Linked DNA regions of Sus scrofa: regions 2 and 3 are each linked to region 1. A link is a contact called in public HiChIP or PLAC-seq and promoter capture Hi-C data. All regions are on one chromosome and are shown on one strand. The core of a region is the stretch at or near the end of the contact, and the rest is flanking DNA. Distances in the headings are between cores, read along the strand shown. Region 1 holds the start of TBP (TATA-box-binding protein). Region 2 holds the start of TCTE3 (tctex1 domain-containing protein 3). Region 3 holds the start of C1H6orf120 (UPF0669 protein C6orf120 homolog).

Region 1 (3,787 bases), core at 768-3,267:
TCACAGAAAATATTTAATAAAAGTGCAATGATAAAAGCATACATCAACTCAATGCAAGAGAGCTATGGATTCAAGTCCTGGGGTTCAACTTCACACCAGATCAGTGACGTCATATTAAAGAAATGTAACATCTAAGGGCCCAGGTTCATTCTGAAAACGGAGGCGTATACCATCTAACACCCAGTCAGCATAAGGACTGAAGAAGATAACTGCTTTCAGTTTACGAGATGCTTCTCTTCTGATTCTCCCCTTAAGCTAGGAGTAGCTAAGGAAGATAAGGAACTCTGGGTTCAAGAAGTTGTAAGGGGGAGTTCCCATTGTGGCTCAGTGGGTTAAGAACTCAACAAGTATACAGGAGGATGTGGGTTCGATCCCTGGATCCCTGGCCTGCTCAGTGAGTTAAGGATCTGGCGTTGCTGCAAGCTGCAGAGGAGGTTGAAGATACACTCAAATCTGGCACTGCAGTGGCCAGAAAAAACCTCCAACCAACCAACCAACCAAAAACAAGCCAGAATGGAGGGGCTGATAAAAGGTAAAATTGAAAGAACCAATTTGGGAATATCCTCTCTTAATGAGACATGTGAGAGTACTCAGTGACAAATGTGGAGCCTAATCACTTGGCATTTAACCACATTTAGTCAGAATAGAAAAAGACATAGCACTAAGTCTTATATTGTAGAAGCAAAGGCTGCCCAAGAGCCAGCAGCAATAAACACTAAAGAAAAAGAGCACAGACTGAGTTATGTCTACATTATTAAAGGTAAGTTAATAATCAATTCGACCCCTAGCCTGGGAACTTCCATATGCTGTGGGTGTGGCCCTTAAAAAAAAAAAAAAAGTTGAGAGGTACCCAAGGACTACACTGCCCTTCCATGACAGAAACAATGCTAAAATCACAGCCTTCCACTTTCTTTGCAACATACCCCAACAATCTGCATTAAAATTTCAAATCCATAAGGAACTGTTAACCTGGTTATCTTAAAAGACCATCTGTTTGTTTGAATTGGGTGTGTATGTTTTAATATACAAAGTTTGATGGGTAAACTATAAACACTACTTAAATATACAGCTCTTTACTCTTAGGAATCCTAAATAGTGTCTTTCCACAACCTACTTCTTTTAGTGTACTATCAAGGAAAAGTATTATTTAAGAAAATCTGGTAATTAAAAAAAGAAAGACAACTTGAATGCAATATGCAAGAATATACCTTTAAAGGACTCCCCCCCCCCGAATTTATGCAAACCCTTAAAAACAAGCACTGACCAATAAAACTAGGTCTGGCCAGTTTCTGTCATTTAAAATAACAGAAAATGATGTTGTTTGATCAGCCCTTTTAGCTACAGACACAACTAAACCTAAGGACACTGTTAATCAACCATAACTCTTCAATCTCAGATGCTCAATCCGCCCCTCATCTCCTAGCGCGAGATACATGCTCAGACAGTAAGGAGAGATAAGATCCATTTTTAAAGCTCTTGCAGAACAGAGGGCCAGATCTCAATTCCTATCTACTGTCTCACTTCCGCAAAGAGCAGACTACAAACACCTGGCTGTCCACATTCAAGACCCAGTTTCCAGCCTGTAAAGGGAAGCTGTGAAGAACAAGACGAATTGAGCAAACACGGAGAGGAGGTGGCGGGGCAAGATTTGGCAGCCGCGCCAACGGGCTTAGCGACATGGGGGCGAGGGGGGCGAAAGAGAAAGTGTCGGCTCCCTGGGCTTTACCCTCCATTGAAAGCGTAGGGCGAAAAGCGCAGCTGCGAAGGACCCGCGGCGCTATGAGGATCCATGGCCAAGTCTCTGCCGGGGACAGAGTACGCTGCTACCGAAGACAACATCGCGCCGCTCAGCTCCTGCTGTCTCACGGCGAGATGGCGGCCGACCGGAAGTCGGGCCACTTCCGGCTTCCGTGGCGCTGCCTCCGGCCGCTCTATCTCCCGCCGGTCGGTCGTCGCTCCTGGAAGCCAGAGCCGTCCCCTTCCGCTTCTCAGCCTGAGCCTGCTCTTCCGAGAGAGCTGACGGAGAGGGGAGGGTTGTCTCTCCTAACTAAACATTCGAAATCATGGATAAAAATTTTAAAATCTGACCTTACAAAGAAATTGGCAAAACTATGGAACAGTGGAAACTCGAAGACTCTATGGGAATGTAAGTTGGTACAGCCATAGCTCGAAAAGAGATTGGCATACCTTGACATGGTTGAAAATAAGCACACCTTATGACCCAGCAGTTCTACGCCGAGGTACGTACCCTAGCCAGAAAGATGTGTAAGGATAAGTCTTGTTCTTAATGACCCAGAACTGGCAACGATCCAAATGTCCACATACTGCAGAATGAATAAAACAACTGATGTTTTTTTCGCGAATGTTTTGTAGATAGTTTTGTATCCAGGACAATACCTGAATAAATACAATATTTCTCTCCATAGCCATCAAAGGGATGTGACACAGCGTAAAAAAAAAAATAACAGACTGCCAGCTAGAGGGAAGGCACATCAACATGGATGAGTCTTAAAACGTTGAGCAAAAGAGTGCCTACTATATACCTTAGGAGTACACAGTGAGAAGGAAGGGCCTGTTTGGCTGGGTATAGGTGAGGGTTCTGGTGCTGGCAATACTGGGTTTCTTTATTTGATTTAATACTATCTTTTAATCTCTATATGTGTTTATGTACGTCTTATTATATTTTACAGCTTAAAAATGTTATTTAAAAAAGGCAAGCAAGCAATTGGCTAATATCGATTGATTACCTGATATACACAATTCTGGAAGCAGAAAAGATTTTTGAAACCTAAGTTTTTAAATTAAAACTTTAAACAAAGGGTAAAGCAAAAGATTTTCTTTGATAGTTATGGAGAGAGAAGTATTTATTCAGGCACCATCCTGGATACAAAAATATCTATACAGCATTTCCTATCATTAAGGAGCTCACAACCTCACTGGTTATATGAAATACAAAGGAAGCAAATTAACAAGCATTACAAAATGTGATCATGCCTAAATGATCCACAGGAGAGGGACTCTGGGGCCCAACTACTGTGAAAAGACTGCATTAGACGGTAGCAGAAGAATTAAAATATAATCGAGTCTGTAAACCAGGCTGTCTGTTTTTGTTTTTCTTATCATTCTACATGTTTGAGAATAGCTAACATGCTTAACGTGTGCCAGGCACAGTTCATACATTTCCTTAATCTATCTCACAATGTCCTTCGAAGACTAGTGCTATTATTACTCCAACCTACAACGAAGAAACTGAGGCAGAGAGACCTGATAACTTGCTAAACGTCACTCCGCTAGTCAGTTTGAACGGTCAGCATTTAAATATCAATATCTTGCTTAGATTACCAATCAGAAAAGGCCCTGGCGGGGTGGCCTCGCCGGAAGCGCGAAGGACTCCGCCCCACCCCATGTTTCCCTTCAGCCGAGTACCAGGGAAACATAGGAAGTGACGCAATGCCCACACTTCCCATGGCCGCCGCTCTAGCGTGGGCAACTCGCGGAAGCTGAGAGGTGAACTGGCGGAAGTGACGTTGTCAACGCGCGCCAGGAGTTCTGTAGGGTCGGGAAGGGTCGCCGTGGCGGGCGCCTGGGCTTCCTGCAGGTTAACTTCTTTTTCGCCTGCCGGTAGTAGTCTGTGCAGTGACTCCAGGTAACAGCCCTTTTAGCTTTTCTCTTCCCTGAGGATTCCTGCAGAAGCGACTACTGCATCGAGGCCCCGGGTCCATAGCGGGAAGAGGCGCGGAGTGTATGGGGAGGCCGCGCGGAGGCCGTTCCTCCCGCTCGTGCTGCC
Region 2 (4,368 bases), core at 1,164-3,663, 520 kb before region 1:
ATACCTTGGGGATAAGGCATGCATTGACTTAAAAAATAACAGAGATTCGACTACACCGAAAGCTCTACCTGCCACTTCTTCCATATATATTGGCCCTCCGATGTAGTATTCTCCTTATTAAGAGTATTTTATTGGCGTTCCCTGGTGGCTAAGCAGGTTAAGGATCTGGTGTTCCCACTGTTGTGGCACAGGTTTGATCCCTGTCAAAAGACATTTATGATGATTAAACTGTGTGTTCCTAGTTCTGCCTGTGCTTAGTATCATGGGACTTATCAGCTACCAGAAAGTTAAGTATGACTAATTAGGGACTCATTATCCTCGGGCACATTTTGTGAATATTTGTGAAATCCTTTCTCAGTTTCTTCCCAACTATTGGTCTTTTCAAATTTCCTCCCTGTGGAAGTAGTTCTGGGCTTTTTGGTCACCCCTGTGGCGTATGGAAGTTCCCAGGCTAGATACCGAACCCAAGCCACAGCAGTGACCTGAGCCCCTGCAGGGAAAACACTGGGTCCTTTAACGCACTGCAACGCACAAGAGCTCCTAGAAGCCAGATTTTATTTTATTTTATTTTGTCTTTTTGCTATTTCTTGGGCCGCTCCTGCGGCATATGGAGGTTCCCAGGCTAGGGGTCCAATCGGAGCTGTAGCCACTGGCCTCCGCCAGAGCCACAGCAACGCGGGATCCGAGCCGTGTCTGCAACCTACACCACAGCTCACGGCAACGCCGGATCCTTAACCCACTGAGCAAGGGCAGGGATCGAACCCGCAACCTCATGGTTCCCAGTCGGATTTGTTAACCACTGCGCCACGACGGGAACTCCAGAAGCCAGATTTTAAAGACAGTTATGACTGATCACATCCTTATCACATAAGCAAGTACAGCCTTAGTCCCTGGCCCATTTCCTAGATTCTCGCCTATATAGCAAGTGTATCTACATGTCCCCTCCTTTTAGATCCAGGCTTCCTCATTTTTCAAGACTTCAGATCTTGAGTAGGGAGTTAAGTTTATAAAAGGCAACTTTGCCTCAAAATACAAGCATCTTTCATCACTACAGGTGATTGACCTGTCACTCACTTATCATGAGGCAATACAACATAGCTTCTGGGAGCATAAATTTAAGGTCCAACATATTCAGGTTTCTAGCCTCGCTGTGCTTTTTTTAGTTCTGTGAACTTGTTCATTTTCTTCTCCTTTAGTTTCTCTCCTCTGTACAAGGCAGACACCAAAGAACTCATCAGAACCTGAAATGTTGCCATGATTTGGGGGGGGGGAGATGTGGGGTGGGGAACTCTGTTACTTTAAATGTTTTGGGAGCTTCAAAAATTAGTGTTTTGCTTGCTCTCTCTCCTTTATTCTGTTGACTACGAGTTCCATGAATGAAAAGAAACCATTACAGACGAGTGGACCGGAAGTCCCAGCTCTATCACTAGTTTTGCACCCTTGGACCAATCCTTCTCTCTCTCAAAGTTCCAATAAAAAATGGAGGATCAGGGTTTCCTGGTGTAGCTCAGCAGGAACCCAACCAGTATCCCTGAGGTTGTGGGTTCAATCAGGGGGTTAAGGATCTGGCGCTGCGGGAGCTGTGGTGTAGGCTGCAGATGCGGCTCGGATCCGAAGTTGCTTCGGCTGTGGTGTAGGCCGGCAGCTGTAGCTGACTGCACCCCACGCCTGGGAACTTCTGTAAGCTGCAGGTGCGGCCCTAAAAAGCAAAGAAAAAATTGTATCGATTAAAATAACGGTTTTCACACCATGACCATAGAGAAGTCCTGGTGTTATACCGCCAATAAAACTGAGACATTTTCCATTCATTTCAGATAGTAAGTTAATTTCTCCTTTGTAGGTTCTTCAAAGACTGAGACAAGTGCTGTTTTCAAAAACTCAAAACATCCTGGCGTTCCCCTTGTATCCTAACAGAAATAAACCCAACGTGTAAGCTCGAGGCCGCGGGTTCCACCCCTGGCCCCGCGGTGGGTTACGGATCCCGCTGCCGCAGCTCCGACTCGAGCCCTAGACTGCGAGCCGCCTGTGCCGCGGGCGTGGCCCTCAGAAAAAACCAAACCAAACCCTCGAAGTATCTCATTCTCGGCGTGGGTATACAAAACCCGGCTTGAAGCCCGGCACACGTGCACTCATTTCAGGCCGGTGACACTCCCCCAGGGTGTGCGTGGCAGCACCAGACACACCAAAAGCCTGTTTCTGGAAAAGCGCCTGCGGAAGCCCGGGGAGAACCAAGGCCTCGGCGGGGCCGCACGCAGGCCCGCAGGGCGTCCCGCCGCTCCGCACTCACTGCCTCCTTCTCGAACATGCTAGGCCGCCTCTCTTTCCGAGGCGTCGCCGGCGGCTGCTGAGGCGCCTGAGACGGGGGCATCCGCCCGCCGCGGCCCCGCTTCTCCATCGCGGCCGCAGGCGCGCACCGAGGTCAGGCCACCCCAACGACTCCGCCGCTTCCCGCGAGAGCGCCAGTCTCGCGCCTGCGCCGCCCCGGCCGGAAGTGCGCCGCAGGGAGGCGCGAGCCGGCGGTGCGTCATCCCTCGGCGCCGCGGCGGGAGCCGGAAGTCATGGAGGTAGGGTGGCGGGGCCGAGGCCCCTGAGCGCGGCGAGCGCGCCCCTCGGGGTGCGGCGTGCGGCCAGCGCCGTCCCTGCCGTGGGTGGGCGCCTGCTCCCTGGCGCCGCCCGACCCCGCGCCGTCCCGCGGGCGCAGGGTCAGGCCAAAGGCCGCGAGTGCGTGCGGGGGGAGCCGGGCCGCTGCTGTGCGCGCTGTGGAGGCCGAGCTGCGCGGCCGCCACAGCCTCGAGCTGTTCGCGCGGGTGGCGCGCGGCTGCGCTTAGTGCTTGTTCCGACTGCCTTCGCTCCTAAAGCAGGTTTTCTCTGGGGCTGCGCCACGCAGTGTGGGAAGTACCGTGTAGCAGTACTCGCCTCTGGTCCACACTTGCAAATTGAAATCATGTTTGACATTTTGGGGCCACTTTGATATCCCAGGACTAAATTGCTAGGGTCTCATTAACTGGCTCTAGCTCGGATTCTGTGTTTGCTTCCCAATAAGGGTTTCCCTTACTTTCCTCGTTCAGGGAATTAAATGTCAAACGCCTCTCGTCAGTTTTAGCAATAGCTACTGCTTTTTGAGTACTGGTGCTAGGGCTCTTCGAGTATCATCTCTGAGTACTGCAACCTTAGGAGGTGATAACATTTTGCACCATTTTACAGTTAAAAGCCCTAGATATGTTAAGTAACTTCTTCAAGGCAAGAAGTAGAAAGAGTCTGAGGAAGAATTCACAGCATTCTAGCTCTCAAGCACAGGCCCTTTGCGCTACTCTGTGCTGCTCTGGGCAGGACCGTGAAGTGTCCGATCCCCTGTGTGTGTGTTGGGAAGTGTGTGCACGCACAAACATGCAGGGCTTCTGGCTTCCAGAGGCGGACAGGCACATTCTTAGTATAATACACAGGATATATTTAATTGTCACGAGTGACAGCATTGCAACCTTTAATTGTTGATTTAAGGTTGGATTTTATTTCTTATCTAGCAGCAGGGCCTTTCCTTGTCTGAGAGGGTATGGACTTAAAAGTTAACCTAGAAGCCAGCTCCAAGAACTCTATGTCTGTTGGTAGGGATAGGGTACAGCCATCCCCCAAAGCTAAAGTTCTTGGAGTCTTGGAGGATGTCTTCCACCTCAGAGTGGGAGGAGTCAGTCATTCATTAACTCTTGTTTTTATTTACTCTGTACCAGGGTCTGTGCTGTATTCTGGGGAACATGTTGTATGAGACTTGGTCTCCCTGCTCTAGGATCTTCCTGTTTGAGTCTGAGGAGCAACTGTGTTGCTCAGGCGTCTGCAACCAAAAGAGACCTTTGTTACGACTTCAGCTGCCATATCCAGGGCCTGCATTAGTAGTGGAGTGAATGGGCTTTTGTGCAGAAATATCATTTCTGCCTGTCACCTGTCACTCCAGAACTCCAGCTCATTCCTTTAGGGCTTGAATGCTTTTTTAAAAAGCAAGGAGCTCCTTTTGATTCGAATATAACCTTTTAGAGTTAAGTTTCTGTATTAGTCTAGAGAAGACAAACCACACTAGTTTTTGCACTAAGAGTCTAAAGAGATAACTAGGTTTAAAATTGTTAACTAGTTACCTGAAAGAATAAAAGGTGATCTCTGAAAGTATCGTGGAGAGTGTCATGGAGAAGGCAGCTGCGGGAAGCAGTCCACTCCTGGTGGGACTGAGGGGCTAAGGGAGGTGATTGGAATTGTAAAACTTCGAGGCTTAGAGGAGGGTCCCTGTGTGGCTGAAACTCAGGTCTCTAAAGAGGAGGTTGGGCTGCCCAGCCTTGTGGAGGGGCCTGGTGAGCCTGAGAAGCAGAGTTTTGAGGGGGAGGC
Region 3 (4,379 bases), core at 561-3,060, 550 kb before region 1:
ACTTTAGCCAGAAGAGGAGACAGGTCCTAATTCTAGCTCCCCTGAGGGCAGAGCTAATACAAAATGGAGAAATGGCTGATAACAGAGGTTTGGGAATGCGACTGATTTACTCAGGCATTCTCATGTTTTTAAGTCCTTTCCTAAATTATTAAATATTTTAAAAAGTATTACTACTCTTTATGTTTAGCTGCTTTAATTAAAAGAAAAAATTGATACCCTCTTTCCGTTGGCCAGGCTGACAAAATCCTGATTTTATAAACCTTCAGTTCTTGAAACACAAATTGTGTACTTTTAAGCCAGGACTTGTTAGGTAAGCATAAATCTGATTACAAACAGCAGTGACTGTGTAAAAGTTTTAAAGCCATTTACTTTTCGATGATTTAAATCAGATCCAGATGTATCCCTATGTCCTACACGCACTCCCTTTCTTGACAGGAAAATGAAGTGGGCAGTTACACTTGAAAACCGCCAGGGGGAGTTCCCATCGTGGCGCAGTGGTTAACGAATCCGACTAGGAGCCATGAGGTTGCGGGTTCGGTCCCTGCCCTTGCTCAGTGGGTTAACGATCCGGCGTTGCCGTGAGCTGTGGTGTAGGTTGCAGACGCGGCTCGGATCCTGCGTTGCTGCGGCTCTGGCATAGGCCAGTGGCTACAGCTCCGATTCGACCCCTAGCCTGGGAACCTCCATATGCCGCGAAAGCGGCCCAAGAAAATAGCAAAAAGACAAAAAAAAAAAAAAAAAAAAAGAAAACCGACAGGGTTCAGAAGGGGCATCACATGTACCAGACGCTTCTTGCAGGAGGAAGAGAGGAGACCCACTAGTGACACCTCCATCAACAGCCCAAGCCAGTGACCAGCGTGGATGCAGCTGCTCCCAACCTCAGGCGAATCAACCCGCCAAAATAATCAGCCCTAAGACTGTCCTGCCTCTTTTACAGGCAGCAAAGGTAACGATTCCGTGTGGGCGACATGCACAGTTCTTTAACCCCACACACGGCGATCTCATTAACAGCCTGACCAACTCACATTTTGCAGCTACTTGGCAGAGTTCAGGTTCTGCAGAAAGGGGCACAAGAGCCATTGCCTGTTTTTTTAATTTACACTCCAACCGGTTTCCACAAAAGTGATACTGCAAGTTCTACAACGAAACACAAGCCTTGTAACCAACACAAAAGTGTGGTACGAAAATGCGCATAATCTTTCTTAGGATATTTTTCAGTGGACAACGGGTTCCCATTAATTCCAAATTAACAAAATAAATCCTTCATATAAATACAACTCCATTTTGAATCCTTTTAGGAGCATTTCAAGAAGTACCATGTTCTTGGGAGTTAACGAATCCGACTAGGAACCATGAGGTTGCGGGTTCGATCCCTGGCCTTGCTCAGCGGGTTAAAGATCCGGTGTTGCCATGAGCTGTGGTGTAGGCTGCAGACAGCGGCTCGGATCCCGCGTTGCTGTGGCTCTGGCGTAGGCTGGCAGCTGCAGCTCCGATTGGACCCCTAGCCTGGGAACCTCCATATGCCGCGGGAGCGGCCCTAGAAATGGCAAAAAGACGAGGAAAAAAAAAATAAAAAAGAAGTACCATGTTCTTAAGAGATACGGTACAGGTTAACAGGTCCCCGGACGGGTTAACGGCCCCTCGGGTGCACCGGTTTCTCACCTGGGAACCCTCGGGAGCAGACGCTAGGCGGCCAGGCGGCCGCAATCTAGCTGAGCCCGGAGCGCTCAGGCGCTGCGTCCCGCCCCCGTCGCCATGGTTACGCCATTCTCGCGAGAACCCGGAAGCCCCGCACTACTCTATTTCCGGGCCTCGCCTCACTTCCGGGCGTGCCTCACTTCCGGCTTCTCCGGCGCGGCGCCTGCGGGGAGCGGCGGTGAGTCCAGGGGCGGGGATCGGCCCCCCGCTCGGACCCACCCGGCGCCGCGCCCGCTCCCCTCGTCCGCGCGCCCGCCTTCCTCCCCGTCGGGTCCCCTCCCCGGGGAGCCCCTTCCCCGAGCCGGCGCGAGGGCAGCGCGGGGCGGCCGCCGGGGCCCGGAAGGCTGCGGCTCCGGGCAGGGGACCCCGACGCGTCCCGACGTGCTGAACGTGTCCCCTGTCGTTTGCCTGCAGGACACTGACTCATGAGGAAGGCACCGCTCTAGGCGCCCGTCATGGCAGCTCCGTGGAAGAGCGCCCTTCTGCTGCTTCTAGCATCTCAGGCTGCCTCCTGGGTGGGTGCCTTCGACGCGGACGAAGTTCCGGAAGAGTGGGTCCTCCTGCACGTGGTTCAGGGCCAGATAGGAGCTGGGAATTACAGTTATTTGAGGTTAAACCATGAAGGAAAGATAGTGCTTAAGATGCAGAGCTTAAAAGGGGACGCGGACCTGTACGTATCTGACACCACCCTCCATCCGAGCTTTGACGACTATGAGTTACAGTCTGTCACGTGTGGCCAGGACGTGGTTTTCATTCCAGCGCATTTCCAGCGCCCCGTGGGAATAGGGATCTACGGACACCCGTCCCACCACGAGAGCGAGTTTGAAATGAAAGTGTATTATGATGCAACGATCGAACAGCATCCGTTTGGCGAGACTGCTTTTTCAGATGGTACAGATGTGAGTCGTAAGCACGCTTATTCTCCAGAAGACGCATCTCAAGAAGACGAATCTGTTCTTTGGACGATACTGATTAGTATTTTAAAATTGGTACTTGAAATTCTCTTTTGATAGATTGAACATACTCTGGAGTACAATATGCTTAATCTGTGAAGCTGATTGCAGTTCGCTGTGAACTTAGCTACTTTTACCTGGTTGGAATTCTGGTTACCTTTTCTAGTTGAGGGATGGAAAAATAAAGCCATAGTTTTTTTACCTCAGTCACCCCAAAAGTAGGAAAAGCAGCAGGCATATTTGTTATCTTAAAGGTCAAAATTCCTGTAAAAGGAATATGCACAATAAACTGTCTAAACCCCATTTTGATTAGTCTGTCAGGTGACTACTAGATTACTGCAGTGACTTAGACTTTTAGTCCAGTTAGAGATTCTAAAAGAAGTCACAGTGCTTCCAAGAGTTACCAAAAGCAAGTTACCAAAAGCAAGTCTGAAGTGCAGGGACTAAAGTCCCGCCCTGCACCCCAAATAGGGACAGCACCTCCTAGCCTAACAGCATTTCCTGGTAGGCAGGTTCCAGTGCTAGGTAATGACAGTTCTAAACCCAGCTGCACCAGATCTCATCAGCTCCTTGGCAGTTTTACCATCTTGGGTTCCTATTAAAATTCTTCCGTTATTAATTAACTTTGCTGTGCTATCCATGGTGGACCAGAAAGGATATAGATTAGGAAAATTTCATGAAATGAATAGCAACTTTGAGGCTAATGAACAAATAGTTAAGTATTTCAAATTAAGCTGCCTAATACCAAGACTGAATTTATGGAGGGAGCCAAAGTAGAAAGAAAGAAAGACTTTTTGGAAGATGGAACCATCTCTCTCTCTACCTGAAACTGGTTTCAGGAATTAGTTTGTAGAAATAAATCAACTTGCAGATTTTAAGCACACAGTTAATTTCAAAGAAAAATCTTTTATTGGCATAAAAATGAGAATGTTGTAAATAAACTGGCACCAGGTATTTCATTTAAATGCGTGTTACAGAACTGGGGTCAAAAAACTACCCCTCTTTGCTGTTTTTCCCCCTTCTGCCCACTTTCCTGGGTGTTGGGGGGGCTCGCTGACAACAGTCACAAATCCAGCGACCTAGGAAGAAAATTGTTAGTTAATACAGAATGAATTTCACTTTTTAGGACTAACTTTTAAACCCATTTAGCTCCTTCCTTTAGCCTTGGCTGCTGACAGTAATCCTCAGGGGACGTGTGGTGGGACAGGCACTAATGAGCTCGTTAATTTAAGGAGAAAAATGTCAACTCCCTCTGAGATAATCCATGTCTTCAGGCCCCGGGAAGTGCACGGGGTAGGGGCGGGGGGCCATGGGAGGAAGGAAGGAATGACAGGGGCCTTTAAAAACTTACTATAACCCTTTCTGAAACTTAAACGCTATCATACGCTAAAAAGTTTGATCATACAAACCCTAACATCAACCCTGACCCTGAGTTTGGCTTATTTTCAAGCCTCTGCTGCTGCTCAGTGGCAGCTGTGTGTCTGCAGCCTCCTGGCAAGTCCTGGTGTACGATGCTGACACAGCACTTTAAATGTGGTCACGGTGCTGTAATGCAGCGGGCAACACCCTCCATCAGAACTGCTACAGGACTCTGAATAGTTCCTAAGCTGTTTGCATCTCAGTGACTCCCAGGAAACCTAGTTCTAGGCATACATTTTATAAAGTATTAGGCAGTGTAAACTATGCAAATAAGTTCTAAAATTACACAATTGTGTGTGTAATGTTCAG

The links. Promoter capture Hi-C pulls out the DNA fragments that hold promoters and counts their contacts. HiChIP or PLAC-seq counts read pairs in DNA pulled down with a chosen protein or histone mark.
Region 2: a contact with region 1 is called in a promoter capture Hi-C map of liver, with 9 times the contacts expected there. The contact joins the promoter of TCTE3 here to the promoter of TBP in region 1. A contact is called at or near these places in 3 of 5 promoter capture datasets (fetal liver, fetal skeletal muscle and liver), 1 of 47 Hi-C or Micro-C datasets (liver) and 2 of 2 datasets of contacts at active chromatin or transcription factors (alveolar macrophages and skeletal muscle).
Region 3: an H3K27ac HiChIP or PLAC-seq map of alveolar macrophages shows a contact between it and region 1. The contact joins the promoter of C1H6orf120 here to the promoter of TBP in region 1. A contact is called at or near these places in 1 of 5 promoter capture datasets (fetal skeletal muscle), 1 of 47 Hi-C or Micro-C datasets (liver) and 2 of 2 datasets of contacts at active chromatin or transcription factors (alveolar macrophages and skeletal muscle).

What each region holds. Positions count from the first base shown.
Region 1 is chr1:21,905-25,691 of Sscrofa11.1, reverse strand. It overlaps TBP (TATA-box-binding protein), which reads left to right and starts at 2,017. Exons shown (of 5, transcript XM_021085495.1): 1 at 2,017-2,240. It overlaps PSMB1 (proteasome subunit beta 1), which reads right to left and starts at 1,865. Exons shown (of 6, transcript NM_001244353.1): 1 at 1,727-1,865. The coding sequence starts at 1,839.
Region 2 is chr1:539,055-543,422 of Sscrofa11.1, reverse strand. TCTE3 (tctex1 domain-containing protein 3) reads right to left here and starts at 2,413. Exons shown (of 4, transcript XM_021085664.1): 1 at 2,288-2,413. The coding sequence starts at 2,395. ERMARD (endoplasmic reticulum membrane-associated RNA degradation protein) reads left to right here and starts at 2,475. Exons shown (of 18, transcript XM_021085596.1): 1 at 2,475-2,564.
Region 3 is chr1:575,872-580,250 of Sscrofa11.1, reverse strand. C1H6orf120 (UPF0669 protein C6orf120 homolog) reads left to right here and starts at 1,810. Exons shown (of 2, transcript XM_003480211.4): 1 at 1,810-1,876; 2 at 2,113-4,379. The coding sequence starts at 2,154. The coding sequence ends at 2,708. WDR27 (WD repeat-containing protein 27) reads right to left here and starts at 1,760. Exons shown (of 19, transcript XR_002342137.1): 1 at 1,663-1,760. PHF10 (PHD finger protein 10) reads right to left here. Exons shown (of 11, transcript XM_021085654.1): 11 at 3,470-3,730. The coding sequence ends at 3,645.